3 separate regions of the Mus musculus genome follow, and all the other regions are linked to region 1. A link is a contact called in public Hi-C and HiChIP or PLAC-seq data. All regions are on one chromosome and are shown on one strand. The core of a region is the stretch at or near the end of the contact, and the rest is flanking DNA. Distances in the headings are between cores, read along the strand shown.

What was found. Hi-C and Micro-C count contacts between places; a contact is called where the count stands out from the background. HiChIP or PLAC-seq counts read pairs in DNA pulled down with a chosen protein or histone mark.
Region 2: a contact with region 1 is called in a Hi-C map of regulatory T cells, with 2.6 times the contacts expected there. The contact joins two enhancer-like sites. A contact is called at or near these places in 4 of 39 promoter capture datasets (HPC-7-derived erythroid cells, the SN4741 cell line, neural stem cells and 1 more), 2 of 15 datasets of contacts at CTCF or cohesin (large pre-B cells and stem cell-derived epiblast-like cells), 14 of 484 Hi-C or Micro-C datasets (the G1E-ER4 cell line, bone marrow-derived macrophages, common lymphoid progenitors and 10 more), 19 of 115 datasets of contacts at active chromatin or transcription factors (SST interneurons, VIP interneurons, craniofacial prominence and 13 more) and 4 of 9 other capture datasets (adipose tissue, liver, macrophages and 1 more).
Region 3: a contact with region 1 is called in an H3K4me3 HiChIP or PLAC-seq map of the SCID.adh cell line, with 8 times the contacts expected there. The contact joins two enhancer-like sites. A contact is called at or near these places in 7 of 39 promoter capture datasets (the 3T3-L1 cell line, embryonic stem cells, hippocampal neurons and 3 more), 4 of 115 datasets of contacts at active chromatin or transcription factors (the SCID.adh cell line, embryonic basal ganglia, embryonic stem cells and 1 more) and 2 of 9 other capture datasets (adipose tissue and pancreatic islet).

Annotation. Positions count from the first base shown.
Region 1 is chr2:72,491,884-72,494,536 of GRCm38.p6, forward strand. No RefSeq gene overlaps it. Among named protein-coding and RNA genes, the nearest start is that of Cdca7, 17 kb to the left of the region's middle. Within about 2 kb of position 1,343, at least 11 of the 459 cell types and tissues checked have an H3K27ac peak or open chromatin away from gene starts, as enhancers often do. A contact at or near this core is called in the SCID.adh cell line and regulatory T cells, where this site is marked.
Region 2 is chr2:73,277,731-73,280,383 of GRCm38.p6, forward strand. No RefSeq gene overlaps it. Among named protein-coding and RNA genes, the nearest start is that of Sp9, 7.1 kb to the left of the region's middle. Within about 2 kb of position 1,356, at least 32 of the 459 cell types and tissues checked have an H3K27ac peak or open chromatin away from gene starts, as enhancers often do. A contact at or near this core is called in regulatory T cells, where this site is marked.
Region 3 is chr2:73,116,823-73,119,475 of GRCm38.p6, forward strand. The region is part of intron 7 of Ola1 (Obg-like ATPase 1); the gene reads right to left. It also overlaps the pseudogene Gm13665. Among named protein-coding and RNA genes, the nearest start is that of Ola1, 96 kb to the right of the region's middle. Within about 2 kb of position 1,324, at least 2 of the 459 cell types and tissues checked have an H3K27ac peak or open chromatin away from gene starts, as enhancers often do. A contact at or near this core is called in the SCID.adh cell line, where this site is marked.

The DNA.
Region 1 (2,653 bases), core at 93-2,592:
AATCAGAAAATGCCCTGCCGCAGGCTCATCAGCTAATCCACCGGAAGCAGTTCCACAGTTAAATTCCTGCTTTCCAGAAGTCTATCACCTAGTGTCTGCCCTGTTTCTCAGGCTTACGGGTGCTGTAGAACGCATCACGTTTCCTACTTCTGCTTAAATGATGTTCTTGGCCTGGTGTGCTGGCGCATGCCTTTAATCCCAGCACTCTGGAAACGGAGGCAAGCAGATCTCTGAGTTCAAGTCCAGCTTGGTCTACAGAGCAAGTTCCAGGACAGCCGGGACTACACAGAGAACCCCTGTCTCAAAAAACAAAATCAAACCAAAAAGAAACAAAGACGTTATTTCAAAGATGTTTAAATTTTATGTATGAGTGTTTCCCTATATATATGTAAGTTCACTGTATGCATACAATGTTCATAACAGAAACCCAATTAGGACATAAGCCTCGCTTCATATGCAAGTTACATTTTAAATTTTTTATTTTATTTTTTTGTTCCATTTATTTTGAAGGCTATAAATGTCTCTTAATTCCTTATTATAGGAAAATGGGACTTCATAATTGAAGTCACCCATAAGCCTACCACTCGCCAATTGCTACAGTTCGAGTTTGGCTTCTTGGGCTGAAGATAACGTTTACTACTGTATTAAGCGACATAATTACATTGGCTTTCCTTCAGTTAGGCATCTCAGCCTTTAGCCTCAAAGGAGAGTATCACCATGGATGGTATTCTCTATTTAAGACAAAAATGATTTAATCATATTATTTTATGTTTGAGTGCCTGTATACATTTAAGTGTAACTGTAAATATATTATTTCTGCTTTACCTACACAGATGTATGTATACAGGAATGGGTGGGGAGACCACAGGACAACTTGTGGGAACTGGTTCTCTCCTACGCACGGGTCCTTAGGTTTGAAGTCGAGTTGTCAGGTTTTATGGCAAGTGCCTTTACCCATCTCACTGGCTCAGTTTTCTATTTGAACAGTACAGTGATTATTCAAAGCTGTATCACTCTTTATGTGTGTGATAGTTGGGAACAAACCCGCTGTTTCTTATAAGCTAGGCAGGTGTTTTCTCACTGAGCTACACCAGAGACTTGTGAATTAAAGTTTTCTTCTCCCTTCTTAGAAACTTCAGCTCTTCTCCCAGGTTTACAGTTCACCTTTCCCTCCTAACACTTTACCCTCTTGCCATTCAGTCCAGGTCTCTCATCTGTGTATCGCTTCTCGGTCATTCCACTTTGCCTGGAATCCTCTTCTCGAGAAGGCACACTTGTCCCCGTTTTGTGCTGCACACTTGTCTTGCCGGGGTGACGTAATGGTTAGTATTCTTTGTCAACCTGATAAGATCTAGCGTCACGGAGGAGACGTTCCGCTGCTGGGCATGCGCAAACACTGATCAGGATGGCTGACCAGGTGCCTCAGTTTCCTGCGGCCATCCTCTCCCTGCTGTGAACTACCCGGGACTGTGAGCTTCCTTAAGCTGCTGTTGTTAGGGTCTTTTGTGATAGCCACAGGAAAGGTAACTAATAGCCATCGTTCTCTAATGTTCATTTCCCTTCTGCTGGTTTCCTCTCTCGTTTTACTGAAGACTTCCTCCGGCAGTTTCCCCCAGAAAGAGTAGGAGAGACATCCTTGCATGCATTGGAAATTATTTTGTTTACAAACCTGATTAGTAGCTTGGATGGAATGAGGATTTGAAGTAGAATTGTTTCTCTTGGTTTTCCTGCTTGCGTTCTTCGGCACCCAGAATCTATTCTGGGTGGCTAAAGAAAGATGCTTCTGGTGTCAGCATGTATTTTTCTCTTGATGCTTTTGAGATTTGATTTTTCTGAGTACTGAAACTTCACAATGAAGCATCTTGGTGGCTTTTGCTTTGCTGGCCCCCTCCCCTGTTTATTCTGACCAACACTCTTCAGTTAAAATTATCCTATTCCGGCCAGGCATAATGGTACCTGCCTTTTATCCCAGCACTGGGAAGCAGGTGGATCTATGCGAGTTTGGGGAGTGAGTTAGTTCCAGGATATCCAGAGCTGCACAGAGAAACCTTGTTTTGAAAAACCAAAACCAAAACCAAGTCCTACTTTTCTAGGGAAAATTTTCTATTATTAAATATAACTTACTTCCCTCAATTTTGTTGTTACTTATGTGTGTGTATGTGTGTGTGTGTGTGGTTTTATTCTCTCTTTCCTATGTTCCAGATCTTCTGTATGGATTCCATGTTTTCATCTCTTTCATTCATGTAGACTCCTACATCTAGTGAGGTTGCAAATCCTTAACCTAGGTTCAATCATGTAGAATTGCTATTTATGTACAACAACATGATCAAATACCAGGAATTTCATATAATTCAATTAACACTGTTTTTTAGTAATATTTTTAACTTTCAAGAGTCCCTTCTTGTCCTGTCATTATTCATTTTCCATAGAATCTATTTTAAATTTCTTTAAGAATACTCTTAAAAGAAAAAGTCTTTTCAGGCTGGCAAGATGGCTTAGCAGGTAAGAGTACTGACTGCTCTACCGAAGGTCCTGAGTTCAAATCCCACAACCATACGGTGGCTCACAACCACCCGTATTGAGATCTGATGCCCTCTTCTGGTGCGTCTGAAGACAGCTACAATGTACTTATGTATAATAATAAATAAATCTT
Region 2 (2,653 bases), core at 106-2,605, 790 kb after region 1:
CCGGGGAGACCTTGAGACTCAGTAGGTGGTGACCGACTGAAGACGAACAAATGGAAGAGAGCGTGCACGGGAGGCGAGGTCCATGAGCTAGGATACCAGCTGGGTCCCCAGGTGGGGTGCGGCTGCGCCTCCCCAGGGCCACCTCTGCATTCCCGCGGCTTGGGCCTAACTGGGTCCCGGGTAGAGTAGATGGGGAGGCCACGCTGCGAATGAAGACTGCCGCCTGGAAGTGGATTTTGTGAAGCCAGGGCTGAGACCAGGGTCCTGGAGTCCCGCCCCCGCCGGGGTGAGGGGAAATGCAATTTCGTTTCAGTGAGTTTCCAGGGATTTCTTGTTTCCAACTTCCACGCAGTAGATGAACCAAGACCAAGTTTGCTGGGCCTGCGCCTATCCCGGCTCAATTCACACCCTCCCCAGTATTTTTCTTTCTTGGCATAATTTACCCCCAGTCTTTGGAGGACCCACCGGGTCCTACCTGATGAAGAAAAAGGAGTAGATTTTTTTTTTTCCTTTCCTCAAGGACGTTTGAAAACATTTGGATGAGATTAGATTGTGCACCTGAACCGCGTGTCTGGACATTCCGTCAAATCGTCACCAGTCGTGTAAAATTGAATTTCTTTTTATTCACATGGAAACTTTATTTATTTTAACTCTAATCTTATTTGCATCTATTATCTGTATTCACCAAGGCTCTCTTCCACTACAAAAATGCAGATGAAGTAAATCTCACATAAATCCCGCCCATTTGTGTAATTGGTATACTAAGTGTTTATTTTAAGTGAGAATAATTTAGCTACAAATTTTCTTAAGGAATAACATTCTTAACACATTAAAAAAAACTGAAAACTCTGATTTGCTTTTATGTTTGACAGTAGCTCTTGATTCCCCCAAGAGGCGCACGGCGAGTGCGGCTCTCTGGCGCCATCTAGAGCTCCTGCATAGGAGTCCGCGCTGTCGGCCTGGTGCTTGGCTTTTAGCGCTTGGAGACCTGCTTCTGTCGAGAACTCTGGCAGCCAAGGAATCAGGCAAAGAAAAGCGAGGTTTAGTGTTTTAGCTGGGGACAAGCCCCGTTTTGAGGGGACATTGCCTAGCAATGGCTCCAAAGGAAGGGGATTATTTCTGAAACACACTTACTGAAAAATCCAAGCAAAACAGACTACCACCTCGCTTGGCCCTGGACCCAGCTTTCTTTCATTGTCTCATTTAGCATTCTTTCCTAGGCGATTTCAGGGTCTTCCAGCACTCCTAAATGAGAAAGCTGAGCGTTGTCGGTAGCGGCAGCGACGTGCACCCTGGGTAGAGATCCCGCGGTGGGCACAGCTTGCCTCGCACACTTCACCCAGCGTCCTAGGGTCCAGGGCTGCGGGACCATCGGGTCTGCCTGGACTACCCAGGACGGGCGTGAACGCAGTTTACCACCAGGTCACCAAGACCTCCTCAGCTTCCCAGAACCCCTAACACAGAAGAGAAAGCCAGAGTCTCACAGCTATGACCAGCCTGGACCCACCGAGCACCTCAACAGACCTCTGCAGGGTTTCCGTGCAATGGGAGGCGACCACTGCTCAAGTGGGGCGCAGCGGGCATGGGGCAGCTCGACGGGGCCCCAGAGGGCGACCAGGAGCCCCCAGAGCCCTCGCCCCAGGCCCTCCCGACGGGTGCGCACCCCCTCCCAGAACAGACCCACCCCTTTTGTCCTTGCCTTTTCGAAACCCAAATCTGAAATGAGATAACAGTTGGGGGCGTTGGCCAATTTTCTCTTCTCTGTGCATCGCCCTGCCTCCCGCCGCCCCCTTCCCTCCTCTTCCTAGTCCACTACCCCTCCCCCATCCACTAGCTTTAGAGGGCTTGTAGGGACTTTCTCCCCTCCCCCTTCAGCAGTTATTGTTTTTTAATTTAAAAAGCGACACCTTCCAACCCCGGCGCCCGCCCGAGGAGGAAAGAAACGCAGTCTCCCGAAGCTGTAAGAAAAGAGATGAGGCTCTGGGGTGCCCGGCTCCCCAAACTCAAGCCAGGGAAATGCAGCGCGCTTCTGGGAACTCAACAGCCACCTTTGTAGCGGGTACTCGGCTGGGTTTGTATTTGCTGTTTTAATACAAACCCCGCCGCACTGCCTATTTCAGAGATGTGCTAATTACTACTTGGATAGCAGGGCGCAAAGTCCTTGTCCATTTCCCAGTACAAAGTAGGTTGCTAGAAAATTTGAAATTGCCTTTCAGCCTAAAGCTGCCTTACCTGAATGTCATAATTACAGTAATTATGTACATCCAAATTACATGCTAATTAAATTAGAATCAAATCGTTCTAAATCGAAATCAAATGAGGTAGTGAAGAATTAATCAATGACAACATAAATAGAGCGCTTCCTTCAGAGATATTTATTGTAACGATCCAAGGAGGAATTTGATCTGAAAAAGTCACCTGTTTATTTACTTTCAAATTAGTAATCAGTTATTATCCCTTCTCCATAATTTTAACCGTTCAGTGCTATTTACCCCCCACCCTTTCCAGACGCTGGAGTTTATAGAAATATGTATGAGGTAAATACATACAGACTTGCCTCCCCATATATTATTGGTATAAATATGTACGGTGTTTGGAACTCTTAAGATTTCTAAATGTCCGTGGGGACACATTCCTCCAGAGTCAGTTAGTT
Region 3 (2,653 bases), core at 74-2,573, 620 kb after region 1:
CAGGCCATCAAGGGTATGCATATCCGCAAAGCCACCAAGTATCTGAAGGATGTCACTTTAAAGAAGCAATGTGTGCCATTCCAGCAGTATAATGGTGGAGTCGGTAGGTGCGCCCAGGCCAAACAGTGGGGCTGGACACAGGGACGGTGGCCAAAAAAAAGGGCTGAATTTTTGCTGCACATGCTTAAAAATGCAGAGGGTAATGGTGACCTTAATGGTTTAGATGTAGATTCTCTAGTCATTGAACACATTCAGGTGAACAAGGCACCTAAGATGCGCCGACGAACCTACAGAGCTCATGGCTGGATTAATCCATACGTGAGCTCCCCCTGCCACAGTGAGATGATCCTCACTGAGAAGGAACAGATCGTTCCAAAGCCAGAAGAGGAGGCTGCACAGAAGAAAAAGATATCCCAGAAACTGAAGAAACAAAAACTCATGGCATGGGGATAAATTCAACATAAAATAAATGCAGATAAAGTAAAAAAAAAAAAAAAAAAAAAAAAAAAAAAGCAGGTCAAGTGTGTTGGACAACACTTGGGGGTTGTACCATCTTCAGTTACATAATGCTTGAGGTTAGTCTGAGCTACATGAGACCCTGTCTCAAAAGACCCAAAATCATAAAAATAACACCTTTTTTTCTAAATATACCAATAATGAACTTTTAAAAAGGTTTTATGATTTATTTATTTATATTTCTTATTTTATGTGTATTGGTGTTTGTCTGCATGTATGTCTGTGTGAGGGTGTCACATGCCCTGGAACTGGAATTATAGGCAGCTGTGAGCAGCCATGTACGTGCTGGAATTGAACCCAGGCCATTTGGAAGAACAGCCAGTGTTCTTAGCCACTGAGCCCTCTCTCTAATCCCCCAAATAATGAATTATTAAAAAAGGAAATTAGGAAAGAAATTCCACTCACAACAGTTTCAAAACAGAAGAAACAAAATGCCTCAGTACTCATTTAAGAAGCCAGGCGTCTGTGATGGTGCGCTCTTGTAACCCCAGTGTTGAGAGGTACAGATGGGTCCCAGGGCTTCTTGGCTAACTGGCCGGGCTCACCAGCAAGCCCAGGTTCCAGTGGGTAGCTGGTTCCTACACAACCCCACTCACTCAACCACATCAAAAATCCCAGCTGGGGAGAAGACTCGGTAATTAAGAATATTTGTTTTTCTAGTATGGGACTCAATTTTGTTTCCCAGAACCCAGAAGGCAGCGCTGAGTAACTGTCCATATTGTTCCAGTTCCAGGGGGTCAGTGCCCTTTCCTGACCGCTGTGGATGTCAGGCATGCCCCCAGCCCTGCTTCAGCTCGAAAGCGTGCACGCACTTGAGGGTTACAAGTGATCTTGATTCAAATGTGTATGTACCTAGAAGCAGGCATGTGTGTGGGGAGTGGAAAGGGTACTATGGGAGGGAGAGGACATCTTCAAAGAGTTCTGAAGGGGAGAAGATGATACTGGAATCTATGTGACATGGAAGCAGAAGGGAAATGAGGAGGTGAAGGGGAGGAAGCAGGAAGGATAGGTGTATCTTGCTCTAGTTAATGTTCTATTACTGTGAAGAGATACCACGACTAAGGCAATTCTCATAAAAGAAAGCTTTAATTGGAGGTTTGCTTAGAGTTTCAGAGGTTTGTCCATTATCACCATGGTAGGGAGCAGACAGGCATGGTGCTGGAGCAGCAGCCAAGAGCGTCACATTCTCATCCCTGCAGCAGACACTGGGCCCGGGGTGGGGTTTTTAAAGCACAAAGCTCAACCCCAGTGTCACACCTCTTCCAACAAGCTACAATTCTTAATCCTTTCTAAACAGTGCATCCCCTGTGGACTAATACATAAGCCCCTGGGGGGGGGGGCATTTTCATTCAAACCGCCACAGTGGGGAAAGGGTGAATAAGAAGAAATATAACAACACATGTATGAAAATGTCAGGAAGCCTTCACTTTATATGTGAGCACAGAAGATAATTAAAATAAAAATATTTCTAAAAATACTCTTGAAGCTTCTAAAAAGACGCTTTAAGAAATAGCCTGGAGTTACAAATACCATACAAGAAAGAGTTGGGACAAATACATAGGAAGTTCACTTGATTTTGTTCCATGTCCTGATACAGCATCACTCAGTACCATCTGCTACTGATTCTGTGCACCAAGAGTGGTTTCCTACATCCTATTTATTCTGTTTCCATTCCTGGTGCAAAGATTTCACTCTACACACTCCTAGGGTTTCTACTGCTGTGATAAAAACACTACAACCTAAAAGCAACTTAAGGTTTATTTTACCTTAAAGTTCTACATCATAGTTCATCCTTGAGGAAAGTCAGAGCAGGAGCTCAAAGCAGGCCACGGAGGAATGCTGCATCCTGACTTGCTCTGGAGAGCCTGTTCAGACTGCTGTCGCCTAGCACCCAGGACCACCTTCCCAGGGTGACACCACTCACAGTGAGCAGGTTCCTCCTACACCAATCCAAGAAAACGCACCAGAAGCTTAGTACAGGTTCCCTCTTCCCAAATGACTCTAGCTTGTGACAAGTTGACATAAAAGTAGCCAGCACAACTATCCTGTTACACTGTCTCTTACTAACTCAATTGAAAAGCAACTGCCAAAAAAAGTTGTATTGAGATATATTATAATGAAATGAATATTCTTAAGT